4 separate regions of the Mus musculus genome follow, and all the other regions are linked to region 3. A link is a contact called in public Hi-C and promoter capture Hi-C data. All regions are on one chromosome and are shown on one strand. The core of a region is the stretch at or near the end of the contact, and the rest is flanking DNA. Distances in the headings are between cores, read along the strand shown.

Region 1 (2,700 bases), core at 54-2,553, 820 kb before region 3:
AATCACATTTTCTACCATCTTGAATATTTGCCCACTGCCCTAAAACTACTCAGCAGGAAACTGCCATTTCCCAACCTTGAGGAGCAATAATTTTTGTGTGCTAGTGGGGCCTTTGTCAGTCACATCTCCTCCCTCTCTACTGCGCCCCACCCACCCCACTGCCTGTTCTCTAGGAGAGGCAACAACTGTTGCTTGGAATTCTAGCTACAACAACCTTTGGAGCCCCTACTAGGCTCTCAAATAAAGGGCAGTAGAGTAAACCTTACAGAATTATGTTAATAAGTAAGGCCTTAAATCTATTAGGTAGCAAGTTCCTCCCCCCCCCCGCCCTCTGCCCCCTCCCGCCCTCTGCCCCCTCCCCCTTTTCTAGGATTCTTACCAGAGCTCAGAAACTGGCTTCCACCTTTATTTCAAGCCTACTCTCTGCAACAGGTGCTTTCCGCAATAGCTCTTGTCCGGGTAGGATTGATCTCTGACCGCAGGCTCTCCGATCCAGGTGCCCTGGGCCTCTAGTCTAAACTGCGCCACAGCAAAAGGAAGGGAGGAGAAGGGTCTGAGACGTCAGCAGTCTCATCATTTCTTCACAGGCGCCATTGTCGCCAGGAGGAAAAACCCTACCTTCAGAATAAAAGCCAATGGGGACCACCCCTCCCCCAATCCATTTCACCCGGGGAAAACAGCGGCCTACCAGCTCTGCAATCAGTCACACAGAATTCACGTTTGAAATCGGCTTTGATGAGCTGCTATGGAGAAAAAGAAGAGAAATTGCAATACCCTCCCACCTCCGTATTTCTATTCCCGAAGAGATGAGAGAAAGGACAAACGGATTGTGAATCATTCTCATTGTCTTTTGCTACCTTTCTGGAAGAAAAAAAGTCCCCTCTCCAATCTAGGCAAATCCTAGGTAGGAAACTCACCTCATACCACCATATAGCCCAACCACTAGGGTGTTCACTTCCTTGCCTCGAAGCTGCCAATTCGGAAGCTCAAAATATTAAGGTTTCATCCTCCCATCTCCGCATTATGCAGTTGCACCTCCCTTTACCTTCGTAGATGAGCAGAGGATGCTCAGGGTCTGCTGCGAAGAGCTGTCTCACCTCGTAGGCCTTGCAGAGGAAAGGATGGCGCCTCAGCCTCAGAGCTGTCTGGGTTAGGCTCTCTGCAGGGTCGCCCAGCCAGGGGTAGCAGAGTCGCAGCCGCGGTTTCCAAGGCAGCTATAGCTGCCCCCGCCCTCAATTTCAGCCTGCAGAGCAGCAGCGGCGGCTTTTAGTCTCTGCCCATTGAGACAAAAGAGAGTGACGAAGGTAGTGGCGTGGCCAATCAGCTGTTCGCAGGGGCGGCCTCCCTGCAAAGCCTGGGCCAGGATGCTAATGCCTGCCAGAGGGGGGAACCTGCTAGAGGGGGCTGCGGCAGACTGGCGCGGGAGCGGGCGCGGCGTCAAGTGCAGCTTGGACTCACGGACCTGGCCCATTTACATTTCATTCGTGAGTTTGCAGCTTCCCCTCTCTTCCCTTCTTCCTATCGCCTTCTGCTTTGGCTCCCCTCCGATGCTTTGCGACCAGATGCCTTAAACACGAGGTGGGACCGAAACCAAGTGAACAATGAGAGTTCTTCACCTTTGTATAGGGGGGAAGGGGATAGCATTTGCTGAGCTCTTTCCGTGTGTCCTGTGCGCGTGCACGGACATCTCACGTATTCTTCTCATCAGTCTTGCGCTAAAACGTAGCAGTGCACCCATTTAACAGAGAGGAGGATGTAAGCACCTAGGCAGTATGGGTAGGAAGCACAGAATTAACAGTTCTCACCCCAGCCCTGGCATCTAGCCTCAAGGGTTACACCCTTTAAACACCCCCTTTCTAGTGTCAGATTAAGGCTTAGTGGAGAGAAGCCAAAATGAGGATGAAAGGACCAGTATAGGGCTACATAAAAATAATGACCAAAAACTGGTATCAACTCACAGATGAGAAAACTGAGCCACCAGGAGCTTAGGCTTCCTGTCCTGTATCGCAGCAAAGCAGCTAATAACGTCCGATTTTGCACCTCGGTCAGCTGTTCTGTTGATGCCAGCGCTTTCCTCTGTGTCGATGCCAACACTGCCCTGTGCTGGGCTACCCAGAGAGAGCATTTTCACTCGTCCATACATAGCCACAAACTATCTCAGCAGCTTTGCTCATAAAATGGTTGTGTTGATGAGAGGAGTGGGGAAGAGATGGGAAAGAAGAGAATGGAATCCTTTATGATATGCATTCTACCAAGGAGGAAACTGAGACACGTTTCTGCTCCCGATTTTACACGAAAACAAACCACCTGTTTATAAAAATAGCAGCATTTCTGTATGACCCCCCCCCCCCAAAGGAAATCGGACTTAGAGATGACTTGCCTAAAATTGCGAAGAAGCCAGAGCTCTCAATCTAGAATTCGTGCTACAAACTAAAGTATGGGCACCCAGCAAGCTACCACGCAATCATTGCTGAGGGCTTGTTGGAAATCACGTTCCTTGGGCTCCAGCTCTGGAGATTTGGCTTTGCTTCAGATTGGGGATGAGCAATGTCATTTGCATTTTACCTGTTGCTATAATTGATTCTGGGTTATAAAAAAAAGCTGTGAACCAGTGTTCTAAACACCACACCACGCCGAAGGCTATCAGTAAATGGGGCTGTCACTCAATTGTCTGTCCGTAGCCTATTTGTCATGAAACTT
Region 2 (2,725 bases), core at 140-2,639, 880 kb before region 3:
CTACTTCCCTCATCAGGGATGCAAGGCGGGTGGTATGCTATAGGACTCTTCCAGAGTTTACCTTTGGGGATACCCAACAGAAGTAAGGCAATGGAAGTAAGGAAGTAAGGAAGGGGGAAATGACTAGTTTATAGGGCAAGCATATAGCTCAGTTGGTAGAAAGCTTATCTAGCACGCATGAGGTTCAGGTTTCAAGCCATAGTACTGAAAAAAATATAAATTTGAACTGATTAAAACACACTAAGCTTAGTTGGACATCACAAATGTCTGTAATCCCAGCACTTGGGAGGCAGGTTTGAGGACCAGGAGTCCAAGGTCATCTTCCAGGCATAAGCAGTTTTGCTGATGGTCTAACCTATGAGAAATACTGGTCTCAAAGCAACAATGGGGAAAAAAAAAGACTAATTTCCCGGTACAATTTGGTTTAGGGTGAGGTTAAAATTGAGAAAGAGGAGGCTCGAGCTTGAAAGGTGCTTTCATAAGATCCACTGATCGATTTGGCTCTCTCAAATTTACTCTGTAGTGTACCGGAAACGAAAGGGGTTAAACTTTTGCAGATGAATCTAAAAATCAAGAGTTGGGGTTTAGGAGTCTCTGCGTATGGATGGGGGCGGGGGTCACGAAGAGGTAAAAGGGGAAGATCTGGATGGGAAGAATTACTAGAGTGCAAAAAGGAAAGGGGGAGAAGAAAGAAGGTGCAGGGAAGCTGGTCTTCAGAAAAATCAGGGGGCAGTGGGTGAAAACAGGGAGGAGCTGGGAAGAGCCTTGGTCAAAGGAAGATGGGGGAGGGGGCAGCCCGCAGCTCAGGCTTGCACGAGGGACCAGGAGGAACCCTGCAGGAGTGCAACCTGGCGTCCTCTTGCCCCGCCTGGCAGTGGGAAGTCCACCCCTGTTCTGGGAAGAGCTCCTTTACCTGTTGGTGTGAAACCGGTGGAGCGGATCCGTGCGATGGCAGGAGGAGAGCTGGCAGCCGAAGTCGCTGATGTCCAGGCAGCCAGGTTCCTCGCTGGGGCAGGTGCCCACCCCGCGAGGAGCTCCTAGGAAAGGGAAGGGCTCCTCTGGGGTTAAAAACTTCTCATAGGAAGTGGTGGCCGACGCCTCGTCGGACATGGTGGGAGATGGGCCGGCTTGGTCTCACTGGCTGCAGATGGGCTACTCTGGCACTCGCCCCTTCCCCCACGCTAACCTGGCCGCGGTGGCCTCCGCCCCCGAGTGTGCCCACCGCAGCCGCCCGAGGAGGGGAGGGCTCTGCACAAAGGTTGCTGCGAGGCCGCAGCAGCCCACCGGCCACACAGTCCGCTCCTCTGAAACCTCAGAAGCCGCCGCCACCGCCGCCAAGCCCGACGAGTCACTGCGGCGCCGCCGCCCGGCCCGGCCGCCCCGCCCACTGCGCTCGCTGCTCGCTGCCCGCTGCGGCTTCGGTCCGCCCCGTGGCCGCTGCCAGCTCCTGGGCTACCCGGAGCCGCTGCCCTTGCCCCCTGCCGGAGTGGAGGAGGAACTGAATGTCAGTGTCTTAAGCCCAGGGCGACCCAACCGGCCCGGTGCTCTACGCGGTCCCCAATTCTGGGATGCTTGAAGGGCCCACATCTCAGCCAAGCCCGCCCCCCTCGCCCCTCCTCCTCCTCCTCCTCTTTCTCCTCGTGCTTCCCACTCGCACTCCACGGCCAAACAGCAACAGTAGCCCTTAGGACTAGGGACTTAGCCAAGGTCATACTGAGGGAATATATGAAAAACGAGTCCCAGGTGCCCTTGAACACGTGGGACCACCCTGTCTCGATTCTACTTGTACTGGGCTCCTGCAGTAGGTGTGCCCAGCCAAAGCAATGAGCTGTAAGAGAAATGGACCATAGAGTGAGGAAGGAGAAAAAAAATGCCGCCTCACTTGTAAGTGGCCTCGCTTCAAAAACCCTGATAAAGCGGCTAGGCTGCTCAGAGATGCTGGGACTGTAATGTTCTTTTGTGTTCTGAGCTTTCTTTCCCTCGTAGTGTTTGGAATGTCCTGCCATTCTCCTCTGCTAATCCTTAAATCCCCAGCTCAAGCGCTAGCTTCTTGGTGAAGCCTTCCCTATCTCCCAAAGGAGACTTAGGCACTACCGCTGTTAGGTCCTGCAACCCTGCTTCCGTCGATATTATGGAGCTTAACTTGTTTGACTTAAATCAACTTACGAGGTATCACATGGTGCTCTTTGCTCCTGGCACTTCACTTCTGTGTTCTAGACAAGCGATTTTAAATCTTGGAGGCCTGGTTTTGTTTTAATATTCAGCTTTTTTAAAAGCCTGGGAAAAATCTCTGGAATAATTCTGATTGATCTTGAGTGAAGGATCCCAAATTCCTTATATAAAATATATAAATATATAACTTACATATAACCTACACACATTCTTCAAAATACTTTAAATCATCTCTAGGGTGCATAAATGCTATGAAAAGTTATGGTAATTTGTTTGAAGAATAACAAAAATCTGCATTTTAAAATACATGGGTATGATGGGACTTGAACCTAGGCCCTTGGGCATGCCTGTAGGACTGTTCAACCACATAGCTACACACTCAGCCCTTTCTCTCATGAGGATTTCCCCCACTCCCACCAACATGATTTTGTCTAAGGATGTGGATTCTAGAGATAGAGATAGCCACCTCTCCATTGTAGATGCAGGTATTTAGATACCTACCAGATGTGGCTCTTTTATTTAGATTGTTTTTTTTTTAAAGTATTGCACTGAG
Region 3 (2,700 bases), core at 73-2,572:
TTATATACATATATATTATCGACTAGGTTTTGCTTATGGGGAAGACTATGTGATTTATTTTCCTTCTGATACTGTGTGATCTCAGTGAATATTAAACATTCTAAGTGCGTTTATTTTCCTGAAAATTTTGTAACAACATTTTTTCATTCTTTTTTTTTTTTAAGCTGAACATTATTCCTTGCTATGGTGAAGAAAGCAGCAGTGAACATGTGGTGTACATAGCTCTATGGTAGGGTATGGAGTTCTCTGAGATGGCTCTTGTTTTAATGGAGCACTTTGAATCCTACCAGGGTATCTAGAGTTCCACGAATGAATGAATGAATGAATGAATGGAAAACCCTACATGCTTAATAAGCCCCACAGTCAATAGTGACATACAAAGAGTTACCTCCTTTCTGCTTCATTGTGAGCGCTCTTTCCTTACAAACATTCTGTTCTTAATAACAAAAGTTTACCAACAAACATATTTCGTTGAGTCCCACGAAAGTTCACTGAGTGAAAAGCAGGCTTTTCTGTTTAACAAAGACACTGGCTCCCACAAAGGACAAGGAAAAGAAGTCTGTCTGAAGCCTTTATTTGCAAGTGGGAGCTGCCAGCAGTCATCAATTAAAAGTTCAGACGTCTAATAATAGCCTAAGCTCAGGCAAAGAGAGTCGTGGATTGCGGAGACAAAACTAACGAAACAAATCGGCTGTTTTCAGAGTCGGTTTGCAAACGATGCCATTTTAGTAAGATTTTTAAAAAACCCCAACACATCAATATGTTGTAAATACTGTGCTTTCACTTGCAGTCATTAGAATACTTTTTGAAACCTTAAAATTGATTTAATGAAGTTATTTTCTCCTCATCTAGTGTGAAATAGTGAATATGAAGTATCTCTTTTTAAATATCATTTTAAACCCTGATTCTTACAACAGAACACCACAGAAAACGACTCAAGAAGCTAAACATCCCTTCCTTAGGCTTTTATTCTTCCGCTACCCCCACAAGCGCACATCTACAACCTTCCCCCATTTTAAAGACAGAGAAGCTTCCCAGAGAAATGGTGGACTGTAGGATTTGGTGGGGGGAGGGGAAGGGAAGTATAGGGAGCAAGGGAGAGAAAGAGCTGACTTCCCAAATTAGGAGAATTGGTCGACGTACCCTAAAAGACTGCTCTTTTCCTGGTAATCTGAGTAAGGTGAATAGATACTACTTGGTGACGAGACGAGTTTTATTGTCTCCTATTGGCAAATAGGAAAAAAGATTGACAGTATCTAGTGAAGGGAATGTAGGGGGCGGGCTGCATGTTAATGGGAGGGGTAACCAAAGGCTGGAGCTCATTGATGACGCGATCCTCACGTGACCAGCAGTCGACGTGTGCAGAAGTCCTTATAGTCTAGGCCCAGTTCCCCAGTAGCAGCTCTGTCCTGCTAGAGAAGAGTGGCCCAGCTACTTCCAGGTACTTTAATAGTGGGCGCTGGCTTAAGAGATCATAGGGTGGAGGGAGCAGAGAACAGAAAGCACGCTCATCCCGCACTCTTTCTCTTATCCTAGGGTTCTGCTAAACTATTTTGTGCGAGAGGTTTGGGGCTGCTTGATGAGGGATGGGGCAGATTGGGAGGGAGGTAGCTAACCGAGTCCGGCAGAGAAAGAAAAGAGACGGGGAAAGGAGAACTGCGAGAGACGGAGAGAAGAAACAATAACACTGTGGGGAAAACTTGTCTGATTCTTTGCCCTCTTGCTGGGAAACAGGGTACAGATGAAGGCGGGGTTGCCACAAAGGGAGGGAGAAGAGGGGGATGTGGAAAAACTTTGTGCTATCCGTTAGCAAGACCTTTTGATTTAGGCACTAGTGTGCTCACCAAGAACTCCTGTCTTTCTTCAGCACTCTTGATCTTTTGAGCGCGACATAAATCGAGGTGCAAGAAGAGAGGAAAATCTCCAGGTACCTACAGGTCAGTGCAAGGGTGCAATTGCTTCAGGTCCCTTTGGGTGGGGGTAGGAGTGTGGAAGACACCAAAGCACATCCCAGGGGCGTCACGGCTGCCTCCCATCCGGATTAAGCACAGAAGGCCCCTGCAAATCCTGCTGCGGAAATGGGGTGAAGGAAGGAAAGGGAGAGGCTAAAGACATTTAAAAGAGAGAGGAGACCGCTGACCTGACTGTTGCTGGTGAGAAGCTGAGGATGGGATGACTTGGAAAAGCCCGAAAGGGCGGGAGTGTTAGAGCCATGTGGTGAGGGAAGGGTTAATTGCTTCCACGCCGCTCCCATTTCAGTGCTAGGAGAGGTTTGTTGCAGGGCCTGCTGGGAAAATGGTGGGCTGGAGCCGGGACAGGAGAAGATGGAGTTGGAGAGCAAGGGGGGGGTGGGGGGGGTGGAGGAAGGGGTGGAGTCAGGAGCTCAGAACCTGACTTGTCTAGTTAGAAAACTTTTTGGCAATTAAGTGACCTGAAACAAAAGTCAGTCGCTATGGGAACACAAAAGCTTGTCCATCTGCCTGACACCTAGTCGGTTTTGTTTCCTTGTTTTTATCCCCCTAGGATTAATTCATTAAGAAAATAATCAACATGCAAAAGTCTTGTGACGAGAACGAAGGAACACCCCAGAACACACCAAAAGCAGACGAAGGCCATCCTTCAGAAGATCCACCACAGCAGGCAGGAGAAACTCTTCAGGCTTCTGGAGAAAATGTGAGGGAGGAAACTGAAGGGAGCCAT
Region 4 (2,700 bases), core at 30-2,529, 540 kb before region 3:
TCAGTTTGTTTCGTACTCTCTTCATCTCTTCCAACTCATCCGCTGCCTGTATCATTTCTTCATTACTTAAATTTCTGCCATGAATGTCTCCTATGAATTGAGGGCGGATACGGGCCAGTCTTTCTTTGAAGCTTCCCTCCTCTAGCTTGTGTTTGCCCACCCCGCAGGGAGGTTGCTCCATGGGAATACGGTCTTCGAACTGGTTCTTCTGTGAGAGGCACTCCTGCGGAGGACGATCTTCAGACAGCAGCATCTCTGGGAGCAGCTCGGGCAGGAGCTCTTCAGGAAAGAACTCCTCCTCGGAGGACTGCTCCTCGGAGGACAGATCCTCCGAGGATTGATCCTCCTCAGAGCACTGATTTTCAGGAGACTGCTCCACTGCAGGCTGCTCTTCATCGATCTTCAGAGTGCTCTCTGGTTGCTCTTCATTTTCACTGCGCGTGTTTTCCATGTTGAGAAGTTTCTTCAAGCAATTATTCTTGAGACAAGAAAAAACAGAATGGAGTCACAATACTTGGCGGGCTGGATCAACACCCCAGCTACACTTTTCAATCCCGGCCTTTCCCTGATTGGGACGGGTGTCTTTAAATCTTAGCTCACTCAGTAGCTCTTGGGCTCTCCCGCTGGCTGCTGCGCAGTAAGCCCCCCTCCTTCCCGAAAGACCACCATTTTTCCCAGCAGGCCTTGCCACAGGCCTCTCCTGCAGTGACAGGGGCGGAGCGGTGAAGTCCGCAGACTGTTACCTTCGGTGTTCATTCTCAGACCCTGATCCTGTCCCACTGATCATCCTGTCCCACCCTCTGGACCTTGTGGTCCCTTTTGAGGCTCCTAGGTGAGACCTGCAAATCTACAGTTAGACGCCAAACAGGGTAGGGGGGCGGGGATGGGGAAGAGAAACAGAAGCAATGACGCACACCCCCTTTATGTGGGCACCAGCTAACCGCCCCAAAGACAGCTCCCTTGTGGTTCACCTTCCTCAGACCTCACGTCTCCACGTCCTTTGTACCCCACCCCACTCCCAAGACCACCATTTTCTCTACCAAAACCGTGGGCGGGGGGGCGGGGCTCAAGCGTAGTGGAAGATCGGGATTCTGCCTCGCAGGTCCGATCCCACTGGTTAAAAGGCACCTCGGACAATCACCAAATCTAGAGGATCCAGGGAACTTACTTACTTCTGCTTTCCTTCTCGATCAAGGGGTAATAGAAAGACGGGGTCTGGACAGGCAAAAAGGACCGGGATGAGAGAGGGACTTGGGCAGACATAGGCTCCTGGTCACGTGAGGGGAGCGCGTCACAGCTGGGCTCAGATCCCTAGTAACCACTTTGGCGTCCATTTGCCAGCACTTGCCAGAATCGCCTTACCTCAGACACAACAGGAATTTTCACTCACCTCTCTTTGTTTCTATTTGCCTTTTTGTTGTTGTTGTTGTTGGTTACTAGAGGCGAGCATCTAGTTCCCCGGGATTCTTACCTTTTCCCTGCTCCCTTGTTCCCCAGGATTATTCCCTCTTCCCTCCTACTCCCTTTCCACTCTCCCTTCCAGGGTAAAACTCTCTCCCTCGCTACTGAGGCTACAAGCCCCCCACCCCCAACCCCCACTCCCCTGTTTGAGACTCTGCCCTGAAACTTCACTGTTTCACCTCCGTTTCACAAGGCAACATGGTGAGGCCAGATGTGACAGATGCATGTAATCCCAGCACTGGGAGTGGGGGGAGTAGGAGGGGGTGTGTGAGGAGGTGGGGGTGTATAGAGAAGATAGTCTCAAGTTGGAAAGCAGCCTGTTCTCCATAGCTAGTTCCAGGCCAGTCAGAACTACATAGCAATATTCCATCAATAAAATCAACTTTTTCAAGGACAATGGAGAGATGGCTAAGCAGTTAGGTGCACTTGCTTTCAGCAGGATGTCAGTGAGGTTCCCAGCACTCACATGGTAGCTCACGGATCATCTATAGGTCGGTTTGGGGGGGATTCCACCTTCACAGGGAGCACATGACACACAGACAAGCATACAGTAAAACACATAAGATACAATAAATAAATCTTAACAAGGAAACCTCAAGTACTAACATTTGTGCTTAATCCATGTCCCCATCACATCACATTTTAATCTCCTGTCATTTTCTTGGTAGTTACTTTCAGTCTTGTCAATCCATTTTTTGTATTTATTTTTAAGCCCCTCTACTATATCATAAATAGAAACTCTGCGATAAATGAGTGCTCATCCAGTCTGTAAAGTATGTAAATATGATGATTCAGTACTTTGTCCTAAACTAAAATACTCGTGTCCATCTACAAACAAAATAGTCAAGAGAACTCTTGTATTGGTACAGTAGGTCACTTGCTGTGCAATGTGGTATTATTTTCTTCTCTATATCATTATCACTCAATAGTTTCTATTCGTAGGGAAAGAAATAGATTTCATAGAAACCCCAAATTCTTAGTAGCCAGCTCTTGGTTTTGTGGTTGAAAAAGCCTAAATTAATTTGTTAAATCAACAAATAGTTGATTCTTGAGAGATCTGAACCTCAAAAGATAGATGCAGCAGACAGGACATTGCATACTAAACTATGTAATAATTCTGCTGACTACATACTTAGTAGCAGGATTCAAATCATGTACACATCATTTATTGTCATTATAAATGCTACCTGTTTGGGGATGTACCTTTTTTTATTAGCTTTAACCTTTAGCCTACTTATC

The links. Promoter capture Hi-C pulls out the DNA fragments that hold promoters and counts their contacts. Hi-C and Micro-C count contacts between places; a contact is called where the count stands out from the background.
Region 1: a contact with region 3 is called in a promoter capture Hi-C map of hippocampal neurons, with 4 times the contacts expected there. The contact joins the promoter of Zcchc18 here to the promoter of Tceal8 in region 3. A contact is called at or near these places in 2 of 39 promoter capture datasets (cranial neural crest and hippocampal neurons).
Region 2: a promoter capture Hi-C map of erythroid cells shows a contact between it and region 3, with 40 times the contacts expected there. The contact joins the promoter of Fam199x here to the promoter of Tceal8 in region 3. A contact is called at or near these places in 2 of 39 promoter capture datasets (erythroid cells and liver).
Region 4: a contact with region 3 is called in a Hi-C map of uterus, with 5 times the contacts expected there. The contact joins the promoter of Tceal1 here to the promoter of Tceal8 in region 3. A contact is called at or near these places in 2 of 39 promoter capture datasets (cranial neural crest and liver) and 1 of 484 Hi-C or Micro-C datasets (uterus).

The regions. Positions count from the first base shown.
Region 1 is chrX:136,991,750-136,994,449 of GRCm38.p6, reverse strand. It overlaps Zcchc18 (zinc finger, CCHC domain containing 18), which reads right to left and starts at 1,303. Exons shown (of 4, transcript NM_025893.3): 1 at 1,098-1,303; 2 at 689-743; 3 at 380-519. The region is part of intron 6 of Slc25a53 (solute carrier family 25, member 53); the gene reads left to right.
Region 2 is chrX:137,048,258-137,050,982 of GRCm38.p6, reverse strand. Fam199x (family with sequence similarity 199, X-linked) reads right to left here and starts at 1,389. Exons shown (of 6, transcript NM_146261.2): 1 at 914-1,389. The coding sequence starts at 1,110.
Region 3 is chrX:136,170,873-136,173,572 of GRCm38.p6, reverse strand. Tceal8 (transcription elongation factor A (SII)-like 8) reads left to right here and starts at 1,322. Exons shown (of 3, transcript NM_025703.3): 1 at 1,322-1,441; 2 at 1,868-1,937; 3 at 2,524-2,700. The coding sequence starts at 2,551.
Region 4 is chrX:136,706,561-136,709,260 of GRCm38.p6, reverse strand. It overlaps Tceal1 (transcription elongation factor A (SII)-like 1), which reads right to left and starts at 1,279. Exons shown (of 2, transcript NM_146236.2): 1 at 1,173-1,279; 2 at 1-478. The coding sequence starts at 451. It overlaps Gm39536 (a long non-coding RNA gene), which reads left to right and starts at 475. Exons shown (of 3, transcript XR_878248.2): 1 at 475-832.